Linked DNA regions of Sus scrofa: region 1 is linked to region 2. The links are chromatin contacts, called in public Hi-C maps. All regions are on one chromosome and are shown on one strand. Each heading gives the region's core, a stretch centred on a gene start, on an enhancer-like site or on the middle of the called end of the contact. The rest is flanking DNA. Distances are from core to core; before and after follow the strand shown. Region 1 has its middle 63 kb from the start of ZNF281. Region 2 has its middle 86 kb from the start of ZNF281.

What was found. Hi-C and Micro-C count contacts between places; a contact is called where the count stands out from the background.
Region 1: a contact with region 2 is called in a Hi-C map of fetal liver, with 3 times the contacts expected there. The contact joins two enhancer-like sites. A contact is called at or near these places in 3 of 5 promoter capture datasets (fetal liver, liver and skeletal muscle), 31 of 47 Hi-C or Micro-C datasets (adipose tissue, alveolar macrophages, blood and 16 more) and 2 of 2 datasets of contacts at active chromatin or transcription factors (alveolar macrophages and skeletal muscle).

The regions. Positions count from the first base shown.
Region 1 is chr10:23,100,445-23,103,235 of Sscrofa11.1, forward strand. No RefSeq gene overlaps it. Among named protein-coding and RNA genes, the nearest start is that of ZNF281, 63 kb to the left of the region's middle. Within about 2 kb of position 1,492, at least 12 of the 83 cell types and tissues checked have an H3K27ac peak or open chromatin away from gene starts, as enhancers often do. A contact at or near this core is called in adipose tissue and fetal liver, where this site is marked.
Region 2 is chr10:22,951,816-22,954,622 of Sscrofa11.1, forward strand. No RefSeq gene overlaps it. Among named protein-coding and RNA genes, the nearest start is that of ZNF281, 86 kb to the right of the region's middle. Within about 2 kb of position 1,421, at least 16 of the 83 cell types and tissues checked have an H3K27ac peak or open chromatin away from gene starts, as enhancers often do. A contact at or near this core is called in adipose tissue and fetal liver, where this site is marked.

The sequences.
Region 1 (2,791 bases), core at 242-2,741, 150 kb after region 2:
GTGACAACACCAGCTCCTTAACCACTAGGCCACCAGGGAACTCCTGGGGGCTTTGGTGTTAAAGACCCTCCTCTGAAGTCCAGGGTCAACTCCAGTCCCAAGTGACACCCCACCCCCAGCCACCCAGCCCCCTACATGCAGTCCCACACAAGGGCCAGGAGGACCTTCTCCCCCAAATGTCCCCGTGTGCAACCTCCCCTCTCCAGGTCTGCTCCCCAGAGTCAAGTTTTCTCGCATCACTCCAGAAGCCTCCTGATCTACCTCAGCTACTCACGTCCAGGAGGACTTGGAGGGGTTTTCCACGAGCAGGGGGTGCCTTCATCAATTCTTTTCTGGCAAGGCCCCCTCCCAGAGGCCCTCTGAGAGGTCTGAGGGAGCAGCGCCTCCTCGGAGTACCTCATGAGGTCGAAGCCAGGAAGAGGATGAAGCTCAGAGGGTCACCACCTCCAGGGTGCCCGCCGGGAACTCATCGAAGGGTTTGCATCTAGGGATGGTGGGCGAAGCCTTCCTCCTGGGGGCCCATCAGACCCCTGTGCCAGGTGGCAGGTCATGCCCACATGCATTCATGGCCCCCATCTCTGACCCCATCAGAAATGGCAAAGCCTCAGGAGAGGCCCTCTGGTGAAGCCCACCCTGTCCTGCTGGATCCTGGGAATGTGGAAATGCTCATTTATTCAAGAGATTTACTGGAGTGCCTGTCATGGCTCAACGGAAACAAACCTGACTCGTATCCATAGTATCCAGCGGGTTCAATCCCTGGTCTTGTTCAGTGGGTTAAGGATCCGGCATCACAGTAAGCTGTGGTATAGATCACAGATGCAGCTGGGATCCCGTGTTGCTGTGGTGTAGGCTGGAAGATGTAGATCAGATTCGACCCCTAGCCTGGGAACTGCTATACGCTGCCCGTGAGGCCCTAAAAGCAAGGAAGTAAATCAATAAATACAAACAGGATTTACTGGACACTGTTCCCCGAGTTGCTCAAGGAACTGGGGCACTTGGGATGCACACGCACACAGCTGCACAAACAGCCCACCTGCTGGAGTGAGCCACCCGCAGCCCCAGGCTTGAGTGATGCTGTGGTGAACGGCGGGTCCTGCCAGGGCACAGGCAGGGGCTCGGTTTCTGAAGGGACAGAGTGGGTCTGTGGGGGTGACTTTGACAAAAGACGGAGAGGGGACAGCAGGGCAAGGCCTGGCCAGAGGTGGCGGAGGAGCAGGAGGGGAGGGGATGAGGAACCAGGTAGCTCTGGCCTGGGGAGGGGAGCGGGAGGGGCTGGGTGAGGATGGGCTGAGAGCCGTCTGGTCCCTCCGACCCCGACCCTGGTAGGGAGGGTCCCCGCAGCCCAGGCATCCTCTTTGGCCTGGGTCAGGGCTCCCAGCCCCTGGAGGGGAAGGCAAGGTTGCTGACGCGAACTCGAGCTCCCGCCCCGCCCTGCCTCATCCTCTCTCTGTCCCTGATCGCCCCCTGGTGGCCGTAACCGGCCGATCCAGAAGCAGGAAAGGGATCTGCGGCGCTTTTTTCATCTTTCCTTCCCAGATCCTCCTCTGGCCCCTTAACCATCCCATTAGCCTGAGACTCTGGGCACGTGGCAGGGAGGCGGATGACTAAATGGGCAGGGGCGGATGTCACACGGGGGAGAGGGCATCAGTGACAACTGTCGGTGCCCAGACTGTTAAAGTTGAGGGTCCTTTCTCCGCATGTTCTCTGCTTTGGCCACAGAGCCTGACCCAGGGGAGGTCTCATCAAATCCAGAAGTCTTAACTCACCGTCTGTGGCTTCCCAACTGGATGGAGCAGCGGAGTGAACGTGTGTTCAAATTGCCGTCCCGAGGGACCAGTGGTTGTTAAAATTAATGTAAATGTATTCTTTAATTGCAGAAATTCAGGGAGGAGCTTTCTTCATTTAAAAGCGATCTGTTGGAGTTCCCGTTGTGCTCAGCGGTAACCAACAGCTAGTATCCATGAGGAGGAGAGTTCAATCCCTGGCTTCATTCAGTGGGTTAAAGATCCAGTGTTGTCCTGAGCTGTGGTGTAGGTCACAGATGAGGCTCAAATCCTGCGTTGCTGTGGCTGTGGAATAGGCTGGCAGATGCAGCACCAACTGGAACCCTAGCCCAGGAACTTCTACATGTGGAGGGTGCGGCCCTAAAAATAAAATAAAATAAATAAAATAAAAACAATCTGTTCTCACTAGTGCAGGAGTTAGCTATTTATTAAACCTATTCTGATGACATAATTCTTTGGCATGGTCATGCACTTTATATTTAAAGTTATCAAATGCAAACCAGGGTGAAATGATATATTTAGAAAGCTATAGAAATATTTTTCTAATACAGCATCTTATATACTTACTCCTTGCATACTCATCTTCAAGCACACATGTGCCTGTAGGAAATAGAAATGCCTTTTTCCTGCAAATTACTGGTGTGTTTAAAGTTCAAAGTTGATTGACACATGCTTTGCTTAATGAAGGTAATTACCAAGAATAACAGCGCCAAACAGATCTGTTCAGTGTAACAATCTCTCCTGCCACGTTGATGACATTGAGACCTGTCAGATACGCGGTTTTGCCCCCAATCACGCGAACGCACGTTCGTAAGACAAGAAACAGATTAATAAGCATCCACACTTTCCTCTAAACACTTGCTGAAAAGAATAAACGCCGCTGTCTCCAAAGGAAAGGATACATGGGTAGACGTTTTGTCGATGCAGCCTCCAAAAAAAATAACCCCGAGGGGTTCTCAGGAAGGACAAAAGGGCATGGGAGCCTCTCCGGATGGGTGCTCTCTGCG
Region 2 (2,807 bases), core at 171-2,670:
TGTGGCTGTGGTGTAGGCTGGCAGCTGTAACTCTGACTGGACCCCTAGCCCAGGAACCTGCATATGCCAAGGGTACAGCCCTAAAAATACAAAAAAAAAAAAAAAAAAAAAGAGAGAGAGAAACAAAGAAAAAAGAATAGAAATGGTAGGCAAAATAAATTTCATCTCAGCCCACCAAATTTTTGCTTTATGAGATAGAAGTGCAGACAAAAGACAAAAAAAAAAAAAAAAGAAAGAAAGAAAGAGAGAGAGAGATAAAGAAAGAAGAAAATGTAAGATGACCACGTGGGTCAAGGACAGATGTGTGATAAAGTTTGGCAGTGTTGATGGCAGAACGGGGATGGTGGGAGGGTGGGTGTTCACTGTACCGTTTTGGGTTTTTTTTTCTGTAATGTTTGAAATTTTTCATAATAAAATGCTCGGGGAAAGCCCTCCCTCCCAAAAAAAAGATAGAAGCTCAGGCTTCATTTCATCACTAAGAATTACTAGTATCACATCATATATACCATTAAATAAATGTTAAGCCTGGGAAATTTCACTGTACTCAGCTATATTAAGACCCAGTATTTTCTTTTTAAAATGCTTATATTTGAGTTAGCTAGAGATGATTAAAGTTGAAAAAGTTATCCAGTGTGCATCTGGTTAATAATTTGTAAGTAAAGGTCCATGCTTCTCATACTTTCACAGAAAATGAAAGTGATACTTAATTATCAAAATAAAAATCCTCTGAATCTATATGCGTCAGACAACTTCCCCTTTTTCTGTTATTTTTAATCCCCCACGGAATAGAAGAACGGCAAGAGATCTTTCGGTGTTAATTCAAAGAAACTAAAGTCTTTTTCTGTTTAGAAGAAGCAATTTCTTTTTTTCTTTTTCTGCCGCACCTGCAGCGAATGGAAGTTCCCAGGCCGGGGATGGAATCCGAGCAGCCATGGAGACAGTGGCCCCACAGCAGGAACTCCAGAAGAAGCAATTTCTTTCTTTCTTTTTTTTTTTTTTTTTGTCTTTTTGCTATTTTCTTTGGGCCGCTCCCGAGGCATATGGAGGTTCCCAGGCTAGGGGTCGAATCGGAGCTGTAGCCCCCAGCCTACGCCAGAGCCACAGCAACGCGGGCCGCATCTGCAACCTACACCACAGCTCACGGCAACGCCGGATCGTTAACCCACTGAGCAAGGGCAGGGACCGAACCCGCAGCCTCATGGTTCCTAGTCGGATTCGTTAACCACTGCGCCACGATGGGAACTCCTGAAGAAGCAGTTTCTTAAGGCAGGGTCTATAGTCTTAAAACAGTGCTACTTTGCAGTAAAATCAACTCTTAATCGTATCTTGGGAAATGATATTACGTATGTAATTTTATAGTATGAAGGTACTTTCGATTCAACCAAGGGCGGAACTCTGCGCTTTCCTGGCACGATGCTCGACTCCCTAAGAAAAGGATACCAGGTGTTGTCTTTCAATTTCTGTGACCTTAAAGTCCAGAACTGCTCCTTCAATCTTGCTCTCCCCCTCCGAGAATATTTTAGTGTGGTTTGATGGGACGCATGTCCACGATCTATCCAAGCTAAAGCAAAGTTACTGACAGGATCTATCACTTTACCCTTGAGAGTTCTTTGGGGTCAGGAAAATGGGACAGCGGCCGGCTGGTGTTTATGCTGCCACCTCTCGGCTTTAGGAGGAACGACATCCCAGGGAGAGGAGAGCCGGGTTGTCCGGCAGGCTGTCTCAGGGCTGTACGCATGCTTCTTATGTGGGGGAGGGGAGCTCACAGACCCTCTGGACAATATTATGAAAGCGCTGGATTCCTCCCCGCCGGGGGGCGGGGGGGGGCCACATGCACACAAAAATTTTGAACCTGAAACCCTTCCACGTTCCCCTGTGTAGACCACACCTTCGGCAGAGCAATCTCTTTTTTTTTTTTTTTTTTTTTGTCTTTTTGCCATTCCTTGGGCCTCTCCCACAGCATATGGACGTTCCCAGGCTAGGGGTCTAATCGGAGCTGTAGCCACTGGCCTATGCCAGAGCCACAGCAATGCGAGATCTGAGCCACGTCTGTAACCCACACCATGGCTCACAGCAACACTGAATCCTTAACCCACTGAGCAAGGCCAGGGATCGAACCTGCAACCTCATGGTTCCTAGTCGGATTCGTTAACCACTGAGCCACGATGGGAACTCCGTGATCTCATTTTTGATACTAGGACTAAAAAAAAATCTGTAAAGTGGAAGAAGGTGGGCATTCTGGGAAGCGGATTAGAATGTGAGATTCAGCAAGAAATTTGTGATTTTTAGTTCAAAATAAGTTGTGTATTGAAAGAAAAAAAGAAAAGAAAAACCCTTCATCAACTTTTCCTCCAGCCCAAGAGGTTTGGATTTCACTTTTAAGCTGATCTACTGGAAAGGCGCTGCCTTGAGGAGTTCTGGGCGGTACTTCCGACGGAAACCGTATGCTCTGACATCCCCCTTGCTGACTCTCAGAGGCTCGCAGAGCTGAGTTTTGGTCAGATGATGCCATCTGGGGCTCGTGGTCTGCTTACCGGTTTCTGGCAATGTCCTACGGACACTTGTGCAGCCCAGGTGGCACAGTCATCCACGACCTCTATGAGGTTGTGAGCATGTCCCAGGGCTTTCCTGATCTGGACTCCCCCATCCCAGCCCTGCTGGAAATGAAGCCACTGCCTCCCACTTCCTACCTAGGGAAGAACGGTTGGCAGAGTCCTGAGCATCTGAGAAGCTACTTGAACCAATCCCCCTGGTCTTCCTCCCTAATGGCTGATTGGCAGACACCTAAAGAGGTATTGATTGGTCTG